Regions from separate parts of the Danio rerio genome. Here region 1 is linked to region 2. Evidence: chromatin contacts called from public HiCAR-type data. All regions are on one chromosome and are shown on one strand. The core of a region is the stretch at or near the end of the contact, and the rest is flanking DNA. Distances in the headings are between cores, read along the strand shown. Region 1 holds the start of ppm1g (protein phosphatase, Mg2+/Mn2+ dependent, 1G). Region 2 overlaps LOC141377107 (a long non-coding RNA gene).

Region 1 (5,944 bases), core at 3,391-5,890, 180 kb before region 2:
ATATGATTTTTCAGTTCAATTTTTGATAAATAATTTAAGATTCGTCCTGCTGGTACCTTTTTAAAAATGTCCCAAGTACTCTCCTTTTAAAAATTGTCTAATTTTTAGGCCCACACGGAATCTGCGTGCGCAGAATCCCGCAGATTTTTGTGTGAATGTGTAAATTTGAATTTATTCAGTTTTTATTCAGTAATTTATTATTTTTATTTAATATATTAAGGTTTTGGTTATGATACTCCGCTGGATACTCCCAAAGTAATTCCACAGATTTACCAAAATTCTCAGCAGAAATAGCAAACCACGGCCGCAGATTCCATCTTAAAATCAGGTGAAACAGTATTTTTTTTTTGGTGACTCCAAAAAGGTTCGTTAAAAGCATGAACGCAATGTCCGATCCACCATTCACTTTATCAAAACATATTTGAATGTCTTCTGGTAAACACAAAAGATGATATTTTGAAGAATGCTGGCACCTATTGACTTCCAAAGTATTTTTTTTCCTACTATGGAAGTCAATGGGTGACAGCAACTAGCATTCTTCAAAATATCTTTCTTTGTGTCCTACAAAACTGAAACTGGCTTTGAACAAGCGAAGGGCGAGTAAATGATGAAAATGTATTTTTGTTTTGCACTCATATCAGCAGTGAACGGGAGATGCCAGTACAGAAAACAACATTCATTATCCAAACAAAACAAACTCAAGTCAAACAAGCTTAGGTTTGTCAACAAATACTCAGACCGTCATGCTATCCTTTAAATAACTGTGTCTTATTATTAGTGGCTTAAATTTTCATTAAGACACAAACAAATCATCTTTGAAAATAGTGAAAAGTAAAAGTGACAAACGTGTGATTTATTAAGTCTTAACATTTACCATCATCTTCATCTGCTACTTTTTCGGTTTCTTCCTGAGGACGTCCAGCTATCTGAACAAGCTCCTTGATGACTTCTTCTGTGGTGATTCTGGCATCTATATCCAGGAAGGCATCTTCCAGGGCCTGAGATTGATACAGTATGGTCAGTGCAGTGGATTGATCTTTAACCTATATGCCAAAACACCTTCTATCACAGACCAAACAAATCTGGACTGCTAAATTACACAGACGGGGGATTATTTGAAGTGCAATTCCGTGTTATTAGAGTCAGTTTGTTTTTGTTCTGTTTAGTTTTTTTAGCAAATGCCACCAACTAGTTTGCTCTATATATTTTTAATTTATTCTCTGTTTAATTTAAAGCACTTGTTATGGAATGAAGCAAACTAAAATAAATGTTCATTTTTAAAGGTTTTGTTTTATTTAGCTCGATCTTAAATGATTTATAATTGAGTTTATAAAAAGGGAACCTCTCCAAAGAGTTTTCTGTATTTTTTTTCATAATTCAATTCTGATTTCATTACTTGTGACTTGTTTTCAAAAAACAAAGTAATGCAGTAATAATTGTGTTACAGTACTGTAAAGTCACATACAAAACAATAATGACAATGGCAGAGATGCATTTAAAATGCCAGCTGCTTTCAAATCAGATTATGTTATGTGGATTCTACAATGTCTTCAGTACAAGCGGAAGCAGGAGTTGATTTGAGCCACAGAGCTGGTGGTAAATGTCATCATATTGCATCTTCTATTAAATGCTATATAACCTTCATTGGCTAGAGTATCTTCATGGCAAAAGCAACTTGGATTTATACAAATATAATAAATACAATGAAACCCATTCAAAATCGCACAAGGTAACTGTCATTGAAGAAATCATAATGGACAAACCTATTAGTCATATCTTAACAATAAACAACTTAAACAGATCAGCAAGGTTTACCTTTTGCAGCTTGCCTTCTTTATACGTCTTCTGCTCTTTAATGATGCCTGGTAAGTACTTGGAGCAATACAAAGCAACTTCCTCACCTGGAGAAACAACATAACAGAGTGTGCCCAAACTCAATGAAGACTCTGAAAATTAACTGATGAATTATGTGAGAACATCCAGGAAAATCCATTTTGGTCCACATTTAGGAATGCTAAACCGATTGTAAATTTGCTCACCCTCATGTCCAGGACCGAAAACTGCCACTCGCCAAATAAAAGTTAAAGTCAGCAATGGCTAATGAATAATATGAATCTGTTACTCTCCATTTGGATGCTCACTAACTATTTTAATTAAAAAGAAAATGTGAAAATGAAATTATAAATGTCTAAATACAACTACAATGTTATTCATTAAATCGTTGGAGTGAGCAGCCTGTTATAAGTTACCAATGTCTCAGAGCAGCTCAATCAGCAGAAAAATGATCCATGATCCCGTAAAGTTATTTTCCCGTATTTTTAGTCTTTCTCTGAAAGGTGGCAAATAAACCTTAATTAGTCGATCCTCCCATACGCAACCTATACCGCCGAACCACTAGGGACCGCCCCTTGCTCTTAAATGCGAGTCTGTTCAGTGCTTTCGCTTTGTTTAGGCATGAAAACACTTTGAAATAAACATTAAAACGGCGCGATTCTCTTCCTACTCATTGCAGGTGCCGTCTCCCCTTCATATGCAATCCTCAAAACAGTCATATAGCGCTGCATGACTGTAAGCTGACGCGCTCCATAGTTATAAACAGACGCTGTTTTCCCAAACGGATTCTGTACTCAAGATTTGAAGCGGAGCAAAAGACTGGGTTTTGGGTGCGTGTTTCAACAGATATACACATAAATAAAAATAATAATATCTAAAGATATCGATCTTGGTGTTTTTTATTTTTCCAATCACAAATAATTTCGTCCTAAATGAGCATAAACAGCTGCAATTTAGCAATTGAATGCTTTCATTATAACATTAGATGTGTGCATTTTTAAAGTGACACTTGTTATTTAATGTAAACAAAGGGGAAAAAAATCTAAATAAATCATGCATTCGTTGCTCTTTAATCAGAATGTGTATGTTATACAGTGAAGAAATGGCTAATGGGATTTAATTCTATTACATTTCAATAATAGCTATTAATTTTAATAAGCTGAACTGTTTGCTAATTTGCTGCTAATGTATACTATTTATGTTTTCTTTTGTAAATAATAATAAAACATACTACTGACCACTGAACTGTTTATTTACAACGAAACAGCTGCAAATGAGCATATTAAGTAATTTGGGGAATTTTTTCTAAAGGGGGTCAGGGGAATCCCTTATTATGGTGGGCATATCCCTTATTTTCACATCCCAATGTTGACAGGTATGCACTATACCTACACACAGTTCTGTCCAAACAGCTCACAAAAGTTGATTTCCATCATAGGTGGCCTTTAACGGAAGTCAAAGATTTGGAACCATTTGAGGAAGAGTAAATAGTGAGTGAAGAATCATTTTAGTGTGAACTATCCCATTAATGAACAGACTGCTTTGGAAACATCGGAGGCCGGACAACTGACAGAAACGAGTCTCTCTTCCTCATCTTTAAATCCTTATACTATTATCTTACCTCCATGGCCATCATAGACAGCGAACATAGCGGTTTCATCGTCCAGCTCCGGGATGCAATTGTGCGCGTCCTAGGAAACAAAAACAGGTTATGAAGAAAAACCGAGAGCTTGAGGCGGGAGTCACCCTCTGACCTCACTGGCGCCAAAATCCGCGCACGTCACTCCTCCCACTAGACAAAAAAATACTGACTAGCATTACTTAACTTTGAAAAGCAAATATACACTGCTTTGAAATGGAGTTAAAGTTGGTTTTATATTCACACATTCGTTCATTTGTGAACGGTGACATGCTCCTTATATTGTTTACCATGGTAACGTTACTTTGAATATTCGGTCTGAAGTAGCATACAAGTATGACTCCAATGCAACGTTAGCATCATTTAACTGAGTGAACAATGTACTTTGATAGTCACAGGCTGCTAGTATGATCTTCACATTTAAAATTGGCAAAGAATACTTTTCTGAATTCATATTATTACGGAGAAAGTCTGAATATATGAACAACTTTACCTCAATAGTTTTAATAACATATAATTCACGTACATTTGCTCGTTAATAGCATTAGCAATCCATCTATCAGCAAATTAAAGTAACAAAACCTATTTAATATTATTAAAGTGGTTGTTTTACCTCCATAGACACTCGCCATCCCTGCATGGCCGAGAACCCATAGTTCAAGTTCTTGCTCCCGCCGTTGCCAGTGCTCTTCTCCGTGTTGGGTTGAGACAAGTAAGCCCCCATGATGTGTGCAGTGAGATTTAGTGAAAAGAAAACGCGTAAAATTAAATAAATCCACTTAATCCAATCCACTGACTTCAAAGAAGGTAATACGTCTGTAAAAACTAGATTCTGGTCACATTTCAGAGCGAAGTGAAGCTTGGATGAGAGTAAACCGGTGTTTTACCCTGCTACTGCTGCTAGCTGATGGGCTGCTGCTAACACTGCTGATGCTGCTGGAGTTTCTAAATGAACAATCACTCAGGTATGATGGAGAGTCCGGGCAGGCCTGCCTGAAACTGAGCGAGCTCACATTAAACGCGAATGGGGATAAACGTTGATGCAGTCAGAGCCTCTTTTTAAAAGCAAAAAAGCCCCTAACACGTGTGAGTCAACATAATCAACAGTCCAGCAACAAACCCATTTCGCAGAGAGCGGACTTTAGGCACACCGGAAGCGGAAGTCTATTGTGAGTTCGCGCATGCACGTGGTTTTTAGAATTTCTTTTTTTTTTTTTGGTTTAAATAATAGTTAACAATAGATTGCAGAGACTAATATAAAAAAAGTCAAAATATAATAAATTTGTGGGTTCAAAGGAATCTATCTATTTTTGGTATAATTGTTTTACAAAAGGTACAACACTTTCCAGAATGATTTACCCATCTTTTTCTGTAAGTACATCTGATAGGTGCATTAAAAATCTGAATCGAATGCAATATACTTTTCTATGGAAGAATAAGCATCATTATCTAAGAAAATCAGATGTAGTGAAACCAATCAAGGAGGGAGGATTGAATGCAACTGATTTTGATGTTATGAAGGGTACCCTTAAGCTGAAGTGGCTTTAAACCTACCTTCGACATAAACATTTTTTCTGGTTTAGTTTTTCTTCAAAATTGTCATCTTTTTATAGTCAGGTATTGCTGTATTGAAAATAAGGGCACCTAGTTTACCCCTTTTTTAAGATTTATTATTATTATATGGTTCTTCTGCAAGTTTAGGTTCATTTTAAAACACAGTTTAGATTTTTTATTATAATGTGTTAAAAAGTGTGAGTTAGGGAGGGGGGGGATGTACACAGGTCGTTGTTTTAGGGGTGTGTTGCTTTACATGATAATTAGTTTCAGAGGTGGGTAGTAACGAGTTACATTTACTTCGTTACATTTACTTGAGTAAAATTATTGGGTAACGTGTACTTTTTGAGTAAATTTAAATATGTGTACTTTTATTCAAGTAAATTATTAGAGAAAAATCAGTACTCTTCGCTACATTTCGCGGCGTTCCTCCATTACTGTCAAATGATAATAAAAAAGATCCATATGTTTTGTTTGCAAATATCGCGTGGCGCCGCATTGGAGAGGTTGTATCGCGAGAGGTTGCTATACTGTTAGCGTGCGCGGCCGCCCGGCGCACGCCTGTGTGTTGACGAAGGAGACGTGCGAGTTATACGGTCATGCCATGGCCATTTGCGGTTCCGAGAAGGACGATCATGCTGTCTGTGTAGTGTTTTTATCGGACCAGGTCACCCGTCCTCAAGTTCAGTCTGTTTTCACTCCAAGGTGTAAACAACAATAGTCTGACAACACGCTACATTGAACTGACATCACAGCAGCAAATACATAAATTCCAGCTCCAACCTGAAAAAAGTGGTGGTAAGTGTCAAAATTATCCCAATTTGAACCTTATTCAAAGTAACTTTGCAGGCCCATAGCCAGAGGAGTTCGGGTGGTTGAAAAAACTCACCCCTCAATGACAAAGATCCAGAATTGGTC
Region 2 (6,430 bases), core at 1,902-4,401:
GAAAAAAAACTTTTGTTTAAAGCCTGTAATGGGGTTTTCTCTTCCATGTGGTTACCTGTTTAAATTATTGATTCTTGATATTCTGAGACAAGCACTATTCATTTGTTGGACACAGGTCACACGGTTGTACAAGAGGCAGAGTAATCCTACGCCTACACATCAAACTACTGTTTTCTAAATGGATGCTTTCCCTGGTAGCAAAGAATTCTGGCCTAGATTTGGCACAGCAAGCACTCATCCGGCACTGGCACACAGCATGTACAGTACAGCAAGTTTGGCCTATCTTGACCCACATTTAAAATACATTTAAATTATTTTTAAGAAAAAAAAAAACTTCTACCAATCAGGTCGCTTTGAGAAAAAGTATGCCCATAGCAGAGCTAAAGTGCAATGCTTCATGGGTTTATCAATGTCACTGCAATCGTGACACACCAACTTATTTGGCCCATTTCAGGCCCAGCTATGGGTTATTAACTTCGCTGAAATTTGGCCCAGATATGGTCCATGTTTGACCCTTGTCTGGAAGTAACCCACATAGCATTGGCTCAGATACTATATGCCAGTGTCGGACAAATGCCTGCTGTGCCAGCTTTATGCCAAATCTAGTCCAGAATTCTTTGCTACCTCAGTGTTAATGCATCCCACATAGCACAATTTCTCTGGCCCAGACCTGGCCCACACAATCAGCTTTTGCTTGGCCCACATGCCGCAGTGAATTACGGTACATGATTGAACCAAGTCTGGCTTCCATAAAAGGGCCACACGTGGACCATATCTGGGCCAAGTCTCAGCCAAGTAATAACCATAACTGGGCCTGAACTGGGTCAGATAGGTTGGTGTGTCATTAATGCAATGAATTTGATAAACCCATGAAGCATTTCTCTTTATGGCCATGCTTTTATTCTAAGCTGATTGGTAGATTTTTTTCTTTACTCAAAAATAATTGAAACGTATTTTAAAAGTGGGTCAAGATAGGCCAAACTTATGTGGGCCACATACACATTTTTAACATCTGAGACAAATACTACATTTGATCTGGCACAAGTCACTTAAAGACACTGCCACCTCTGCCAAACCAGATCCATGTTTGGCCCAGATACTATATGCCAGTGTCAGACAGATGTCTGTTGTGCCAGCTTTATGCCAAGTCTGGTCCAGAATTCTTTGCTACCTCAATGTTAATGCATCCCACATAGCAAAATTTCTCTAGCCCAGATCTGGCCTATACAATCATCCTTTTGCTTGACCCGCATGCTGCAGTGAATTACGGTACATGATTGGACCAAGTCTGGCTTCCATACAAAGGCCAAACATGGACCATATCTGGGCCAAGCCTCAGTCAAGTTAACAACCGATAATTGGGTCAGATATGTTCGTGTCACATAAGTTGGTGTCATGTTGGTGTTATGAATTTGATAAACCCATGGAGCATTTTGCTTTATGGTCGCACTTTTTCTCGAAGAGACCTAATTGGTAGAATTGTTTCTTTAATCAAAAAATAATAATTAAATGTATTTTTAAATTGGGTCTAGGCCAGGGCCAGAGCAAGCTGAACTGCCACTCTAGGCAAAGGACGCTCTCCACTCTCAACCCTGAAGTGAAAGCGCGGGGTATAATACCTCACTAGACGCGGATATAACTGAGGGCCAGTGGTGAGGGTAGTGTCGCGGACGCCGGCCTCTCTATTCGGCTGCCCTACGCGGATATAGGGCGCGGGTGGTGAGGGTAGTGTCGGGTAGTGCTGCCCTCTCGATTCTGCCGCCCTAGGCGGCCGCCTAGGTTGCCTCTATAGACACGCCGGCCCTGGTCAAGACCAAAATTACGTGGCCCACATATACATTTTTAACATCTGGGCCAAATACTTTATTTGATATCTGGCCCAAGTCTTGTGTGTCACCTTAAAGATGGTGCAACATCTGCCAAACCCAGGACATGTTTTGCCCACATGATGTATGCCAGTGCCGATTAAATGCCTGCTGGGCCAGCTTTATGCAAAATCTGGGCCAGAATTCTTTGCTATCTGGGAAGACTTGGTCCAGCCATGTACTATAATTCACTGCGGCATGTAGGCCAAGCAAAAGCTGACTGTGTGGGCCAGAGCTGGTGGGATATGTGACCCTCACTTTTAGAGACAGACTAAATAGAAAAAGGTGATTAATAACTATAAGAACATAAACTTTTGGATTAGTAATTACAAAACTTAATTTCAGAGCTAGTAACAGTGGCTTGAGCCAAGTATAGCTGTTTATTACATAATGGGGTTATTAATATAATATAATATAATAAAATATAATATAATATAATAAAAAATAATATAATATGATATAAGGTGACGCGGTGACACAGTAGGTATGATGTAGCCTCACAGTAAGAAGGTCGCTGGTTCGAGCCTCAGCTGGTATTGTTATTTCCCAGTGATGGGTTGCGAATGGAAGGGCATCTGCTGCGTAAAACATGTGCTGGATAAGTTGGTGGTTCATTCCACTGTGGCGACCCCAGATTAATAAAGGGACTAAAATAAATGAAAGAATAATATAATCAACATAGCTACCCACGATGTATATACAATCTGTATACCAACAATGTTTAGCTATATAGCGTACAATTGCAAGGATGGAATAATTTGCAGTGATTGTGTATGTTACTTACCATTCTTTAGAGTTTGAAGTTTACTGCCAGCAATTAGCCACTAAACAAGATTAGCTAAAGCAGCTAAAGTTATAGAATTAACTATAACAATAATATTTAAATGCTTTTAGGGATTTGTTGTGCTCTTTAAGTCGTTTGCAATTTTTTTTTTTAACCACATGACATTATGGCTTGCCTGGTGGCTTTAGATCATTTGGCTATTCCTAAACCCATAATTGCACATAAACCCACCGATTAAATTGGGAATTTGTGTCGAGGGTTAAAGAGTTATGAAGCTAAATCAGGCTTTTGCCAGCTTTGAAAAAGCTTGTTTTAATCTAAGAAAGTTTTTATATCTCACAAATGATATCCAGAAATGTACCTACTCAGGGACTTAACTCGACAGTGAGCCGTCCTTTTGGTGACGTTTATTTTGATATTTTAATTAGCTTTTTCTTGTTGTTCTTGACTAGCAAGTGCTCGTGCTGTTACAGAGAGAAAAGCTGAAAACAGAGTAACTGCGCCCTCCAGTGGTTCATAAAGTAATTCCTCCCTTTCCTCCATGAACAACCACAGGGACTTTCACTCGATAATAACACAATAAAATGTAAATTAACTCTGTAAATATTCTAATATATTAAAGCTGTATAACTGACTGCACTCTGCTGAGGCAGAAAACTGAGTTTCCCTCTCATCTAAATGTATTTTTTTTCTTCATGTTAGTTTTACTTCAGATTTACTTTAATGCATGTTAACATTACCACAGTTCCTTAAAGATTTATTTGATAATTTTCTATTCAGGTTAGTCCCTTTATTAATCAGGGGTCACCACAGCGGAATGAACCACCAACTTATCCAGCATATGTTTTACGCAGGCCTTTCCACCCATACACTCTTGCATTCATACACATAAACTACAGCGAATTAAATTAATTCAATTCACCTATAGCGCATATCATTGGACTGTGGGGGAAACCAGAGCACCAGGAGGAAACCCACACCAACACGGGGAGAACATGCAAACTCCACACAGAAATGCCAACTGGCCCAGCCGGGGCTCGAACCAGCAAACTTCTTGCTGTGAGGCGGTCGTGCTACCCACTGTGCCACCATGACTTTGCCCTCAATTATTCTAAGCATTTTTTTTTTACGTTCGGAACTCAACCACAGATTGATTGTCATTTATTTTAATAAATACTTTTACAAAATGGCAAATTCTAGCTGCTGAACGTCTTTGTCAACAGTGTGTGTTGTGACGTGACTCATTATATTTTCTATGGTGAGGAAAACTGACATCACAAATCCTCTAAAATATCACCAGAACACAAGCTGAACAGCTGTCCTGACATCTTATCCTTCCCATCAAACAAAGCTATACCGCTAACACTTTACAATATGGTTCATTAGTTAATGCATTTACTAACATGAACTAATCATGAACAACACATGTACAGCATTTATTAATCATAATTGAACATTTAGTAATGCATTATTAACATCCAAGTCCATGCTTGTTAACATTAGTTAATGCACCATGAGTTAACATGAACTAACAATGAACTACTGTATTTTCATTAACTAATGTTAACTAACATGAACAAATACAGTAGTAATTGTATTTTTCATTGTTTGTTCATGTTAGTAAATGGATTAATTAACATTAACTGATGAACCTTATTGTAAAGTGACTACTATACCAATACTGTATTTGAATGGTTCTGAGGTTGGGGTTAGGACGGTGTTACAGCTTTATATCACACTTCTCAACATTCAAATTTACACTGGTAGCAAAATTTGATGGGTAGCATATTGCGTCACCTACTTTTTGAATAGGAGGTAGGACAATCTGACAAGGTAGGATAAATATGGTTTCCTCAAGTTTAAATATGAAAAAGCCTCAAACCCCAAATAAGCATATGAATAATGATATTTCGAGAATAATGAGGTATTGTGGGAATACATTGTATTTGTTATTTAGAGCGATAGTTCACACAAAAATGACAATTCTGTTATTATTTAGCCTACTCCCCTTTACGTTTTTCTAACCTTTATTATTTTTATTCTTCTGTTAAACACAAAGGAATGTATTTTGATAAATGTTGGAATCTTGTAACCATTCATTTCCATAGTATTTTACTATTGAAGCCAATTATGACTTGTGCTGCTTCCTTCAAAAATAGTCTACTTTCTGTTAACAAGGAATAAAGAAATTTAAGTTTTAGAACCAATTGAGCACGAACAATTTATGAGAAAATGTTTATTTTTGGGTGAACTATCCCTTAATATTTCACATTTTCACATTTAATATTAATTTTGGGGCGACACAGTGGGTGGCACGTTCACCTCACAGCAAGAAGGTTGCTGATTCAAGCCTCGGCTGGGTCAGTTGGTGTTTCTGTGTGGAGTTTGCATGTTCTCACCGTGTTCGCGTGGGTATCCTGCGGTTGCTTAAGTTTCCCCCACAGTACAAAGACATGCGATACAGGTGAATTGGGTAGGCTTAATTGTTCGTAGTGTATGAGTGCGAATAAGTTTGTATGCATGTTTCCCAGCAGTGGGTTGCAGCTGGACGGGCATCCGCTGCATAAAACATTTGCTGGATAAATTGGTGGTTCAGGCGACGCAGTGGCGCAGTAGGTAGCGTTGTCGCCTCACAGCAAGAAGGTTGCTGGTTCGAACCTCAGCTCAGTTGGCTTTTCTGTGTGGAGTTTGCATGTTCTCACCGTGTTTTCGTGTGTTTCCTCCGGGTGCTCCGGTTTCCCCCACAATCCAAAGACATGCGTTACAGGTGAATTGGGTAAGCTAAATTGTCCGTAGTGTATGAGTGTGTGTGGATAATTCCCAGAGATGGGTTGCGGCTGGAAGGGCATCCGCTGTGTAAAAACGTGCTGGATACGTTGGCAGTTCATTCCGCTGTGGCGACCCCTGATTAATAAAGGGACTAAGCCAAAAAGAAAATGAATGAAATGAAAATGAAGGTAAGTGGTTGCAAAGAATTTATAGTGGGCTGAATTTTAAAAAAATTAAGTTGAACACTATACATTTAATTTGTCTACATTTTAAAATTTATAGTAAATCTAATTAATCATTTTTTTTTTCAGTGTGTTTACTGCTTTTAACTATTTATGAGTATGGTTGCCTACAGCTAGCAAAAAAAAAGACAAATTAGTATCTCAGAAAATTTGATAATTAGACCATTAAAAACAACTTTTTGATGATATTCTAGTTTGGAAAGCACTTATATGTGGACAATTTTAGGATCTATTTTGATTATGAGCTATATTGTGCAGACTGCTGCTTTTCTTTTAGGCTGGCATATTATCTTCTGTCCAAAGGGAGCTTTTAAAAAGTTACCCGACGCTGACGAGATCCAATTACACAACACAAGCTGTGAAGAGCCAGACATCAGCTGTGGCTCGGTCAAAACAGCGGCGGACGCTCAATGGAAAGCAGAAGTCTTTGTTACGAGGCCTTTTCCCGAGGAGCAGGTTTGCGTGTCCATTGTATCACACATACACACACACGCCTATATTAGGTATCAGAGCAGCCGTCAAACACACATTCACACACCTGTTACCTGTCGTTCGCGACTGACCTCCACGTGGCATCTGCTGCACAACAAAACACAATGCAAAAACACTGTTCCCATTTACTAGGCAGTGAAAGTAGAGACGACTGACTGACTTGTGTTGTGGTGTAGTTAAAACAACCCGTGTGTGTGTCCGACTCCTCCTCCTACTGCTCACTTTAAAATTCATGATGTCAGGTCTGAATTAGAGTTGCACAAAATGTCGGAAAATAA

What was found. HiCAR-type assays count read pairs that join an accessible place to other places.
Region 1: a HiCAR-type map of caudal fin shows a contact between it and region 2, with 10 times the contacts expected there. The contact joins the promoter of ppm1g here to the enhancer-like site in region 2. A contact is called at or near these places in 9 of 18 Hi-C or Micro-C datasets (caudal fin, embryo, fibroblasts and 2 more) and 2 of 4 datasets of contacts at active chromatin or transcription factors (caudal fin and gastrula embryo).

What each region holds. Positions count from the first base shown.
Region 1 is chr13:6,217,854-6,223,797 of GRCz12tu, reverse strand. ppm1g (protein phosphatase, Mg2+/Mn2+ dependent, 1G) reads right to left here and starts at 4,640. Exons shown (of 12, transcript NM_201488.1): 1 at 4,488-4,640; 2 at 4,086-4,314; 3 at 3,455-3,524; 4 at 1,816-1,901; 5 at 875-998. The coding sequence starts at 4,196.
Region 2 is chr13:6,035,507-6,041,936 of GRCz12tu, reverse strand. The region is part of intron 1 of LOC141377107 (a long non-coding RNA gene); the gene reads right to left. Among named protein-coding and RNA genes, the nearest start is that of phf10, 29 kb to the right of the region's middle. Within about 2 kb of position 3,151, at least 3 of the 62 cell types and tissues checked have an H3K27ac peak or open chromatin away from gene starts, as enhancers often do. A contact at or near this core is called in caudal fin, where this site is marked.